Linked DNA regions of Danio rerio: regions 1 and 2 are each linked to region 3. The links are chromatin contacts, called in public Hi-C and HiCAR-type maps. All regions are on one chromosome and are shown on one strand. The core of a region is the stretch at or near the end of the contact, and the rest is flanking DNA. Distances in the headings are between cores, read along the strand shown. Region 1 holds the start of fto (FTO alpha-ketoglutarate dependent dioxygenase). Region 2 overlaps fto (FTO alpha-ketoglutarate dependent dioxygenase). Region 3 holds the start of irx5a (iroquois homeobox 5a).

What was found. A called contact is a pair of places that touch in the nucleus more often than the background predicts. HiCAR-type assays count read pairs that join an accessible place to other places.
Region 1: a contact with region 3 is called in a HiCAR-type map of caudal fin, with 18 times the contacts expected there. The contact joins the promoter of fto here to the promoter of irx5a in region 3. A contact is called at or near these places in 1 of 18 Hi-C or Micro-C datasets (caudal fin) and 1 of 4 datasets of contacts at active chromatin or transcription factors (caudal fin).
Region 2: a Hi-C map of embryo shows a contact between it and region 3, with 5 times the contacts expected there. The contact joins the enhancer-like site here to the promoter of irx5a in region 3. A contact is called at or near these places in 3 of 18 Hi-C or Micro-C datasets (caudal fin and embryo) and 2 of 4 datasets of contacts at active chromatin or transcription factors (caudal fin and embryo).

The regions. Positions count from the first base shown.
Region 1 is chr7:36,447,938-36,452,367 of GRCz12tu, reverse strand. It overlaps fto (FTO alpha-ketoglutarate dependent dioxygenase), which reads left to right and starts at 2,024. Exons shown (of 10, transcript XM_001345874.9): 1 at 2,024-2,093. The coding sequence starts at 2,052.
Region 2 is chr7:36,377,943-36,382,091 of GRCz12tu, reverse strand. fto (FTO alpha-ketoglutarate dependent dioxygenase) reads left to right here. Exons shown (of 10, transcript XM_001345874.9): 7 at 355-474. Among named protein-coding and RNA genes, the nearest start is that of fto, 70 kb to the left of the region's middle. Within about 2 kb of position 2,136, at least 4 of the 62 cell types and tissues checked have an H3K27ac peak or open chromatin away from gene starts, as enhancers often do.
Region 3 is chr7:35,819,798-35,824,116 of GRCz12tu, reverse strand. irx5a (iroquois homeobox 5a) reads left to right here and starts at 2,597. Exons shown (of 3, transcript NM_001045227.1): 1 at 2,597-3,122; 2 at 4,155-4,319. The coding sequence starts at 2,880.

The sequences.
Region 1 (4,430 bases), core at 775-3,274, 630 kb before region 3:
TCATAATTATATCTGATTGTAGGAGGACGGTGTGTTTTAATTGGGCCTTTAATATAAAATATATATTTTGGCGAAATCTGATTCATATGTTCAAATTAAATTATCTTTTTTTATATCAAGTGTCAAAATTTTACAAAACCTAGTCCCAATAATGTTTAGAGTTCTTCTTGAACATTACTGAACACACATACACACACTAAATGGCTTGATAACCAGTTTCAAGGTTTACCACTGTCACACCGCCAAAATTTTCTGTTATACTGTACCTACAGTTTATTTAAGCTTTTATGACTATTTCATTACATTTTTTAGGGTTACAGACAGGCCTGGATTAAGAATTCAGAGAATTTATATAATATAATAGGCCCCTGGGCACAATGTCTTGAAGGCCCCCTACCTAGCCGCACACTTATACCATCATAGTTGAATTAAAAAATAAGATTAATATAATTTTTTAAAAATAAAATTAATCTATAATGTATTGCCCGCATTTTTTAAATAAATGATATGCTGTACATATATTTCATGTCCACAAAGATATAATTTATTTTTTAAAGCATTTAAAGCATACTTTGATAAAAAAAAATACTAATACAACTAGTAAAAATTAATGGATTTTAATTTACTTGTTCAAGTTCACCGAAGCAGTAATAAATGTATATTTTAAGGATTCCCACTTGTCTTCCTAATGATTCCTAATGAGTAGGCAAAATCTGATATGTAGTGGGGGAAAAAAGAAGAACTTGTTCATAAGACGCTGGATTCGAAACCGGGTTCATAATCGATCACGTCAAAACATGTTGCCATGCGCTTTACGAGCGACGCCACTCACGCTGCTGTCTGTGGTTATGTTGTCTCTGTCAATCAAACGGTGATGGGCGTGAATTGCTTGACTAGCTTACTCCAACAAGCTGCGCTAATTGCATTTAGCCTAAACAGACACTCCAAAATTGACAATTTTTTCCCCCTCGCAGGGGCCTCTAGTGCGCACGGGTACCTGAGCCTGTGCCCATAATGCCCATTGGTTAATCCGGCTCTGGTTACATTATCTCCACATCAAAAGCTATCGGTCAGCCCACGATTCAACATCTGAAAAACAAATCGCTTATAAGCCAACATCCAAGCATGCTAAGAGCTGAGCAGTGCAGTGCCTTTATACACAAAGAAAAGAAAGATCTCCAAAGTGTTTTTAAAAGTAACGAAGACAGCAGAGGTCAGTGATTTATTTTAATTATTTAGTTTGAGATGTTTACTGTGCCAAGATATTTTAAGTGTTTATCAAAAAAAATTGTGTTTATATAATATATATATATATATATATATATATATATATATATATATATATATATATACACACATATATATATATAAACAATGTTTAAGTACACTGACATGTACAAACATATTTACCATAATATATAAATATCTGTGAAAATGGCCTAATGTATTTATTTGTATAGCCTACTCTTGATGTACTTTCAAAGCCTGGTCTCAATAACAAAAGCAATGATATAGTTTTAACATGTCATAACATGAAATGCTTATATACTGTATATCTAAAAGACAAGAGAATAATACCTGAGCACTTTTCATGTGCTGCATTTCTATTACTCACAGCAGGGTACCTCCATAAGCTATTAATATGCACTTTCTGTATATTTAGTACATAATTCCTTCAATTCGCTAAAAATATGACTTCAAGAATGCAAGAGCACACTATTTCAAACTCGCCACTTTACCACAAGTGAGAAGCACCTATATCCACTTCCGGTTTGACTCAAATTTCAAGCGTGGCTTTCCTGGCGCAAGGATTCTGGGAAACGTAGTTCTTAACGTAATACTGGGAAGGACCTAAAGAACAAGACGCTGACATAAAACAACAACACGCCGTTTATTGCCATGCACGTGTCATACACCATTATAAACATTGCTTATTTCATATTTAAATCTACTCACTATAATTTCACAAGAAAACGGCACACTTCTCAAGACTACATAACCCAGCGCTGCGCGCTATGAAACCGAGGCAGCGTAAACAGTACTTCAGGAACATGAAAAGATCGGATGACAGTGAGAGGGAAAAGAGGAGAAAGGTATCGCTTGTAGTTTTCTCTCAGTTCGCCAAGCAGCACATGTAGTTGTGGAGTTTATAAGCCACCGTTCAGTGCGTCCGCGGCGGTATTGCATGCGCTGGTTGGTGCTGTGTGTTCATTTGAAGTGCGCATGTGATGCTGCTGTTTGCTCCTGTAATGTTTCCATTCTTTTATCGGAGGAGTTTTGCCTCTTTGAGCACACAGCCGTCCGGCACGCGAGTGTGTGTTAAGGCACCGCGCAGGGGGAGTGTTTTCTCATGACTGCCACACTCTGACTTTGCTTGAACGGGCTGTGTGGCGGCGTTACAGTGTGTTCAGTGATGGTGGTAATGAATGAAGTCGAGAGGAGATGTGAGACTAGTCCAGGTGTCTGTCACTCTCTGAAGGTGTCTCTGCTGAACCCATTGTTTCTAGTTTATTTCAGAATGAAGCGCATGTGTTGGGTTTACACCTGTTTTCTGACTAAACACATGATTCACATATGAGCTTGGGCTGGAAATGAAACGGTTGTGTTTATAATTTAGCATATACAGATTGATGTTGTTGTGCAGCTGTGTTTATCTGAACTTGTTGCTTTTCAGTGTGTCATTTTTGTTAAGCATTATGGTTTGAAGCTTTTTGACCCTGAACGTTTAGGCAGTCATTTATTTGGTTTTATACCAACATAAACAATGAGAGGCTGATTACATGGTGCAGGTCTTACAAATAACTACCTTAGACAAAGAGCACACAGCTTGTTGCATTCCATTCAAGGTATACATTTAGTCAGTTTGTGCATTCATGAGAATCAATTCTATCAAGCCTCGATATTGATGTTGATGCAATAGCCAGAATCAAGCAGGCTTTTAAATAGCCCTATTATAAGTAGACTCAGTAGGTAAGAAATTAACCAGGCAGGGCAGAATATACATCGAAAGTGAGTTCTTTATTAGTAAAAGTTTTAAAGTTTTTAGTATTAGTAAAAGTTTTAAAGTTAACTACCTTTTGCTACATTTTATGTCAGTTTCGGGTAATTTTTTATTTATTGGGTAAAGTCCTGTACAACTGTTACACAAATCATTCCCATGAGGAAGTGTGTGGTTTAACATGCTGTCATATTTAAAGATTTATACCTGTTCCTGAGAAGTTGATTCGTAAATTTCGGATGTTCTCTACAGTCAAAATGCTTTTGTTTGAAAATCAAAATACACATAATAGTGTGTTGGTTTTGCATTTCAAGAGAGCGTACTGCTTGCATAGTTCATGCCATATTCAGACTACTTAAAATCAACTTTGCTTTAGTCTGTTTGATGTAGTGTGTTGTGGTGATTTGTAAACATCTGGTGTTACAACACAAAAAAACTCCATCAATTGACGAAAGTGAAGGGGAAATAAAAAACTTAAACAGAGAAACCAGGCTCAGTTGGGCATGACCATTTCTCATCTGGCCGAACTTCTTGAGCAGAGTTGCAGTCTACGCTGGAGGCTGGAGAACAATACTGCTGCTGATATTGCTGCTGATGCGTGTAATAATGCTACATGTACAGAGTAAAGGTTGATTATTTCTAATGAGAAGACAGCCAGTGCAAAAGACACTTTGCCTTCTCAATGATATCTTGCATGTTGTTAAAGCGATGTTTAGTTGGAAAGCAACATTTACAATAGTGCTGCATGATATTGGAAAATTCTCACATTGCAGTATTTTGTTTTTCTGCGAAATTTATTGCAATATGAATAGAATTATTTCACCAAATCACTTGACTAGCTCAATTTGGAAAGAACCCATAATTTCATATTCATTGGTATTATATTGTAGGCCAGATAATCTTCATAATTTAATTAATACATTTTTGATGAGTCTAACTGTATTTGAGTATAAGTTGAACAATTAAATGTAAGCAAATAAAACTGCATAGACTTCATTCCATTAAAGTGAAATGCATTGAATTTTTATTGTTATAAGTACTTGTACTTGGTTATAGGCCTTTAAAACAAAGCAAACAAGCATTCTTTCACTCCATTAGGGTTAAGCTTCACAATCACTCAACAATATGGTTATTGATCACTGGTCAGTTATAATGCGACTAAAGTTTTTGAATAAACTGAAGCTCAACTTGACATTACAGATGTGGCTATTGCGAATGATCGCATTGTGATATCGATGGTGAAATGATATATTGTGCCGACCTGATATACAGTATTCTGACATGTTTTGTCTTGTCCATGACATGTCAAGTTTTTACAAATATTACATGATCTTATTTAGTGGCTATTGTAAAAGAAACAAAATCATTTGTGAACCTGACTTTTACATTGTGGTTACCAATACATTTTAACTTGTGTGAATGTGCTATGTTG
Region 2 (4,149 bases), core at 887-3,386, 560 kb before region 3:
CACATGTCTTTGCACTTGGGGGTGGGGTGGGGTTTGGGGGGTTGGAACCGGAGCACCCGGTTCACACACAGAACTTCACACAGAAATACCAACTGACTTGAACCAGGAAACCTTCTTGCTGTCAGGTGGCTGTGCTAACCACTGAGCCACCACTGAGTTTCACACTTCATGAATTAAATGTATTGTTTGAGTTTTTGCCAGAACAACAGTACCAGTCTGTCCAACTAGCAATAGACAGAAAAAAATTGGGAAAAAATTGGAAACGTTCATATTTTTTTGCAGTTCATTGTGATGTCTCCAGCGGTGTGGAGACAGGCTGCAGCTTTAACATGTTGACCTGTGCTGCTCTTTTAGGTGGAGTTTGAGTGGCTGAGGCAGTACTGGTTCCAGGGCCGGCGTTACGCTCGATTCTGCAGCTGGTGGACTAAACCCATGGAGCAGATGGAGAAAGATTGGAAGGAAATGGAGAGAATGGTAAGAGAGTTGGAGTGAGGCCTCCAGATTTTTCGCTCAGTTCAGCGTCTGACACACAGCTTGCCAGTCGCAGTGTTTGTTTATGAAATGTTTTGGCTAATTTGATTCTGCTTTCTGCTACCACTTGTAACCTCAGCGCTGTTTAACACATTTTACATTTATTTAAATCCGCAGTTCATGTGGTGAATGTGAAACAAGTGTGCAGGTTCTGTGTGTGGCCGTCCAGACGACAAGAATGAGGGAGGCAGACAAATATGTACATGAGAGATTAGAACATTTGAATATGTAGTTTCTTTTATGATCATTTTATGTATATATAATTGAAAAAATGAAAATCCTTATCTGGAATATTATTATTATTATTGCTGTTATTATTATTATTATTATTATTATTATTATTATTATTATTATTGTTATTATTAATATTATTATTGTTATTATTATTGTTATATTATTATTATTATTATTATTATTATTATTATTATTATTATTATTATTATTATTATTATTATTATTATTGTTATTATTATTTTTGTTATTATCATTTTTATTATTATTGTTATTATTATTATTATTATTATTTTTATTATTATTATTATTATTATTATTTATTACTTTTATTATTATTATTATTATTATTATTATAGTTATTATTACTGTTATTACAATTATTATTATTATTATTATTATAATTGTTATTATTATTATTTTTAATTACTTTTATTATTATTATTATTATTATTATTAATATTATCATTATTATTCATTCATTCATTTGCTTGTCGGCTTAGTCCCTTTATTAATCCGAGGTCGCCACAGCGGAATGAATTGCCAACTTATCCAGCAAGTTTTTACGTAATGGATGCCCTTCCAGCCGCAACCCATCTCTGGGAAACATCCACAAACACATGCACACACACTCATACACAGCGGCCAATTTAGCTTACCCAATTCACCTGTATTGCATGTCTTTGGACTGTGGGTGAAACCGGAGCACCCGGAGGAAACCCACACTAACACAGAGAGAACATACAAACTCCACACAGAAAGGCCAACTGAGCCGAGGTTCGACCCAGCGACACCCCCCCCCCATTAGCAGTTGTATTAGTTAACACGTTGTACTTTTCATCCTCATATTTTAGCTGCGGTTGCTTAATGTAAGGAATATAACACAGGTGCTGTCTTTGTGGTGTCTGGGAAAGTAACCTTGAGGTATGTACTGTAGATAAACCTATCAAATGACTTTTTCCACTGAGGTTGGGAGATGTGCAGCTTGATATTTTCCGTTGTGCATTTATAGATGGCTTAAATTAATCACATCGCTGCAGTTAAGAAATAAAATGTGATTTATTTAAACCACATAATATTGTAGCTTGTAATAATTACTGGTCAAAGTTATTTTCTGCAGCCTTTAATTCAATTAAAAAAGAAAACAAGAAGGGACAAGAAGTTGTTGTTCTCGTCATAAACCTTCTGACCGCACTTGACCTCTTTAAGCAGGTCAGCATCCAGGCTTTCAGTACTGGACACACACAGTGGTTATTTACATCTAGGCCATCACAGCTGATCAGAACTGTCTGTTTGACACGTGTTTGGTCTCTATGCCTGTGTTTGTGTTCTCAGTGCTAAAGGGTCTTTCAGTAGGGGGCACTGTTGTATCATCACAGTCTGCCTGTTTCTCACTGCCCGTTTCGCTCTTTGAGCAGTAATCACATCTAATGTGCTGCTGGGGCTAAAGACAGCCTCTTGAGTGTGTGTGAGTGTGTGTGTGTGTGTGTGTGTGTGTGTGTGTGTGTGTGTGTGTGTGTGTGTGTGTGTGTGTTTGTGTGTGTGTGTGTTTGTGTGTGTGTGAGAGAGAGAGAGAGAGAGAGAGAGAGAGAGAGAGAGAGAGAGAGAGAGAGAGAAAGAGAGAGAGAAGGGGTGAGACAGTCTCAGATGAGATACCAGTTTTCCTTCTGTTTCCAGAAACAGTTTAATAGTGCTGACATTCACCTGTGTAATAGGGTATATTTTAGTTTCTGTGTATAGCATTTAGTATATATATATATATATATATATATATATATATATATATATATATATATATATATATATATATATATATATATATATATATATATATATATATATATATATATTTATTTATTTATTTATTTATTTATTTATTATTATTATTTTTTTTTAGTAATTTTTTTGGTAAAATATTTATTAGTGACAAAAGTGGACACGCACAACAATAATCCAATATCGGTATAAATTATATAAATGTGTATGATTTCCCATTATCCTTTAAACAAGTTTTGCTAAGTTGTATTAAAATATTTTCAATGTAATACTTTGTGTATTATAATAATAATAATAATAATAACAAAAAATAAATAACAACAACTATTATTATTAGTATTATTTTTATTATTATTATTATATTTTTTTGTTGTTGTTTTACAAATGTTATTCAGAAGGCCGTCAGAACATTTCACAAATATAAGGACATTTTATGTTCACTGTTTTTAAAGTAGACACTATACTTACATTTACTATGCTTTTAAAGCATATTGTGTATTTTATTGTATATTGTACAATTAAGTTGCACCGAGACCATACAGTTGAAGTCTGAATTATTAATTCCCCTGTTAATCCCCCCCCAATTTCTGCTGAATGTAGAGAAGATTTCTTCAACATATTTTTAAACATAATAGTTTTTATAACTCATCTATAATAACTGATTTCTTTTATCTTTGCCATGATGACGGTAAATAATATTTGACTTGATATTTTTCAAGATACTAGTATTCTTAAAGGGCACTTTTAAGCCTTAACTAGGTTAATTAGGTTATCTAGGCAGGTTAGGGTAATTAGGCAAGGCAGGTTAGGGTAATTACGCAAGTTATAGTATAATGAGGTTTGTTCTATAGACTATCCAACAAATATATAGCTCAAAGGGGCTAATAATTTTGACCTTAAAATCTTTTTAAAAAAATTCAAAACTGCTTTTATCCTAGCTGATATAAAACTTTCTCCAGAAGACAAAATATTATTAGACTTACTTTTACCTTGCTCTGTTAAACATCATTTGGGAAATATTTCTATTATATAAATATAAATATAATAATAATAATAAAAAATTATATATATATATATATATATATATATATATATATATATATATATATATATATATATATATATATATATATATATATATATATATATATATATATATATATATATATATATATATATATATATTATTTTACCACAAGAAAAATCTAGGAAGTTTATTTTTAATGTATCTCATTATATAATCTATTTTATTAAGCATAATAAAAGCATTTTAATCACATTTTTATTTACATTTCCTCATCGGTAATTCTTAAAATCCCACCTTTCAGAAAAAATATTCATAGATGTATATTTCAAATTGAGTGTGCATTTAGTTTAACCTGATCTAGGCGTTTATGCGTTTTATTAGTTGTACAAATATTGAATTGGTAGAATTGTTGGAGCTTGAATAAACCTCTCGTGAATGTGAAAGCGCTTTATAAAATAAATACTCATTTGAATCCCTAATATCTGATATTTTCATGGCTGATTTAAATTCGTTTAAGTATGATTTCAGCCGACAGTCATGGCATTTAACAGAGACATGTGTTTTTCTAGATTGTGGGGAATTGT
Region 3 (4,319 bases), core at 1,348-3,847:
GAACGCGAGAAGCAATTAGTCTGCTACAATAGATAATGCTTTCTAATAATAGTTTCTAAATCCAAATTAAATTACGTCGTTTCCCTCAGGCATTTTGGTGGAAAAGCACCACTTGAAATAGGCTATACCTCCCCCCCCACCACCACTTTTTTGTCGTCCCCGTTATATTTCGTTTGACATATTGCACTATTGTGCGATGATTCAGACTCATGCATATCTGCACGCCTTATTACAAACATGCATAATTGGAAACATAAGCGTCCGTCTTAAAACAAGCAAAGAGAATAACTTGCACATCACAGAGAGCGCGTATCCTAACATAAGCCTACACCTCCCCTTGCCGTCCAGTCTGGGAGTTCACGGGAGCAGTTCGGGAAAATAAGGCTGCAACTATTTCCCACTATGTCCCCCTTTTTACACATCAAAAGCGCAGTGTTCAACTATTCGTTCACTTTCGAAATTTGTTTAAGGAGGCTATTATAAGGAGAATGTCATTTAGTTAAATAAGTAGTTTCCTACCTTTCTGCCAGCGCGTGTGGAGTGTGACTACTCCCTGCTGCATTTCTATTTCCATGCTTTCTTTCATTCACCCCTCCACTATCGCTAAACAGGCTGCTTATCGAATCCTATTGGTGAAGAGGAACTCATTACTGCCGATAATACTCTATCAATGAATATTGACGTCATTTAAATGCTACTCCTGGGTATCCTTGGATACCGATACACTATTTAAAGGTGACTGTGCAATGGACACATCCACTGTGCTTCAGTAAATGAAAGAAAGAAAGAAAGAAAGAAAGAAAGAAAGAAAGAAAGAATAATGTTTTTTATATTTAAAGATAAATAAATACAAGGTATATGGAGTTTTATAATAATTAATTGTTATAAAAGCGATCATTATTTAATTTCAGCATTACAATATGTCGAAAAATAACCCATATCCTTCTTGTTCCTCAAATGAATTTTAGTAATGTATATGCACTCGCGGGTGGTGCAGATACAACACAAACATATTCAATATCGCAGTCGACAACGCGGAGTTTCGCACTTCTCCAGTTTGTTTTGCTTTGAACTTAACATTTGTCCACTGAGTTTGAGCGTCATCATTCTTCACTCTTGAGAGAGCAGTAGCACGTGACCTCATGCACACACTCTGTAGAAGCGCCTACAGCGATCCCTTTCGGCTCACAAAGACTTTAACAAGTGAGCCAGATCATTGACTTTACTTATTTGTTTAGATTAAGCTTTTTATTATTATTTATGATTAGTATTGTATGCATTCACCGGCTTACCTGGCAATAGGGGAAATATATGGTAAATAATGCTAAATTAATAATGCAACTTTGTGGCCAATTTCACCACTTGTGTGAATGCTTGTGTACGGCATTTAAATTAAGAAAATAATGATGAACATGGCATTCAATTCAGCTTGCTCTTTTATTAAGTTTCTCAGTTATGTTTATTTGTTGATTATCGGATTAGTACAAAATGCATTTTAGCTACCTAAACTAATATATCTCCATTGTTAACATGGACGCACACAATTTAGTTTGACGGCAAACAGAATAAAATGCACGAAGAGATCTTCCACCGCAGAGGAATATATCTGTTTGAATCAAAGGGGCTTAGAGCCCCTGGTCGTGGTGGATTTGCCGTGGTTCATATGGTCTTAATCTGTCTGCGCTTGGGGCTTTGGTGTAAAGGAGAAGAAGATCTGGTTTGTTCCGGGATCTAAGGCGAAAACTGTCCAGCGGACAAATCAGTTAACACCTGTCAAAAGTTACTTCTTCACTTTCTTACCGCTGAGAATTGATCTAAGCGCGCATGCAGTCTTTGTTAACAGCTTTGTTTCTGTAAAAAGAAAACACATAGCGATATGTTTATAGGGTAAAATTAAGCAATATAATCTCCCTCTCCAAAAAGTCTCCATAATTTACAAAACCAAAGAACACAACGTCAAAACCTGCCCGCGTTCAGCTGACACGACGGCTCGATGCATTACCGACTGTCGCGTCTTCTTAGTAAAATTATAGATATCTACACGCGTCAAACAAGCGCACAATGAACGCTCAGAACCGAGCTGGGTGAAGAGCTGCAAACAGTACTTGTAGCGTCTCCTGTTGTATCTGGCAAGCCGTCCCAGGAAGATAACAGTCCATTTGGTATTAATCGTGTGAAAATGAAAGCTTCGTCTATTTAGAAAATGAGGAAAGTTGAAGTTGATGCACTGGCTCGCATGAGACCGCCATCCAGGGGCTGTAGCTGCTCAGTCTAAGGCAATGAGGCTTGTTAGAGACAAAAATAGGGGGATAGCGGGGGAGATTGTTAGTGAGTGCCAGGGTACGAATGCTGTGTGTGTGTGTGTGTGTGTGTGTGTGTGAGTGAGAGAGAGAGAGAGAGAGAGAGAGAGAGAGAGAGAGAGAGAGAGAGAGAGAGAGAGAGAATCGATTCAGGCTGGGCTGCTGTAACCCAGCTCCAGTTTGCCTTTTCTTTCGATGACTACACCCCGAGAGGAGGAGCGAGAGGCTCATAGTAGGCGTCAGAATCCTCAGTTTTCAACTTAGCATCCTGGCAGGACACTCTCCGAAGCAAAGCCCCATCTGAGAGCAAAAAACTTGTCCCGCGCGCTCGGCATGAGAGTCACAGAGCGCTCAGAGGGTGAGAGAGCGCCTCGAAAATCCGCGAGCGAGTCTGACAACGACTGATTAACGAGTGTGAAGTCTATGCAATCGTCGTTCTCTTTAATTTCCATCACTGCTAGACGCGAGGAGGACAGGACGGAGGTCTGTTTACTCGGAACTCTATGAGCGAGCGCGGCGAGCGCGTGAGAGTTTGAGGGAGAAGAACTCAAGTGAGAAGCTTATATTTGGATCTTCACCATGGCGTACCCTCAGGGCTACTTGTATCAGCCATCCGCCTCTTTGGCACTCTATTCGTGTCCTGCCTACAGTACAAGCGTGATTTCGGGACCCCGGACAGAGGAGCTAGGGAGATCTTCCTCTGGCTCTGCTTTCGCTCCCTATGCCGGATCTACAGCGTTCACCAGCGCCTCGCCAGGCTACAATTCCCATCTCCCGTACAGTGCTGATGCGGCCGCCGCTGCTACTTTCACCTCTTATGTGGTGAGTGCGCTTTTTACTCTCTTGTTTAGTTTCTACTTCTGGAAAGTTGGCAAAATACATTTTTACGCTTCGTTGTTATTGATATTGTGCTGCACTAATCATTTGCGCAACATTTGCGGTTTTAGCAATCAAATATGCATTCGCGGAATGTGGCTGGGTTTCATGTCACTTTAAATCATAATGTAGTAAAATATTATTATTATTATTATTATTATTATTATTATTATTATTATTATTAATAATAATAATAAAGTGAAAAAACAAATTGTTTTCAAATAAACATTTGATAAAGTGCACGAGGATATTTTATTGAAAACAAATGCAAAGTATTAAATGCAAACAGAAAAAAACACGCACACATAATTTAAATTATTTACTGAAGGCAAAAGAACAACCATTTAACAATTGATGTTATTTATGTTGTCATTTGTGACAACGTGATTTCTTCAACTATTTGGTCTGTGATGAATATTTCTGATATCAAAGAGAATAAATTATCAGTTGTTCCAATTTGTCTCAGGCGTGTATTTAGTCAAATAAGCTACTTAAAGGAAACATGTTTTACCGGCTATTTAAATGTGGGTTGCGCACACGTAGGCCAGCTCTGGTCAACACGCTGTCAGATGACCCTACATAAAGCTGTAACTTCTAATTAGCTGGCTAATCTGAAAATAAACATAGTCAAAAGTCAGTAAAGCTGTCGAAATGAGATTTATGATCATTAACAAAGAAGGGGGATTTGGAAAGAAAGTTGTAAAAATGTATTTTACAGTCATTCTTTTTGGGTGAAATGAGGCATCTAGCCAAAATTAAACGATAAAATACGTGACCCCGCGGCCTTGTACTTACAATTTCGATTAATTAGACGTAAAGTGTGTACATGTGGCATGCATGTGTGTGTGCGTAAGTGTGTGTGTTTGTTTATGCTGGCTTTTGAGTGTTTGTGTAAGCGATTTGAAAGCAATCCTGCATTGTGCGCAGGTGTCCAAAGTGATATTTTGCTAATGAAACAATTGGTTTGGCTCTTTGCAGAGCTCACCTTATGACCACACGACAGGCATGGCCGGGTCTATAGGGTATCATCCTTATGCTGCTCCCCTGGGCTCGTACCCGTATGGAGACCCAGCTTACCGCAAGAATGCTACCCGGGACGCCACAGCTACTTTGAAAGCTTGGCTTAACGAGCACCGGAAAAAC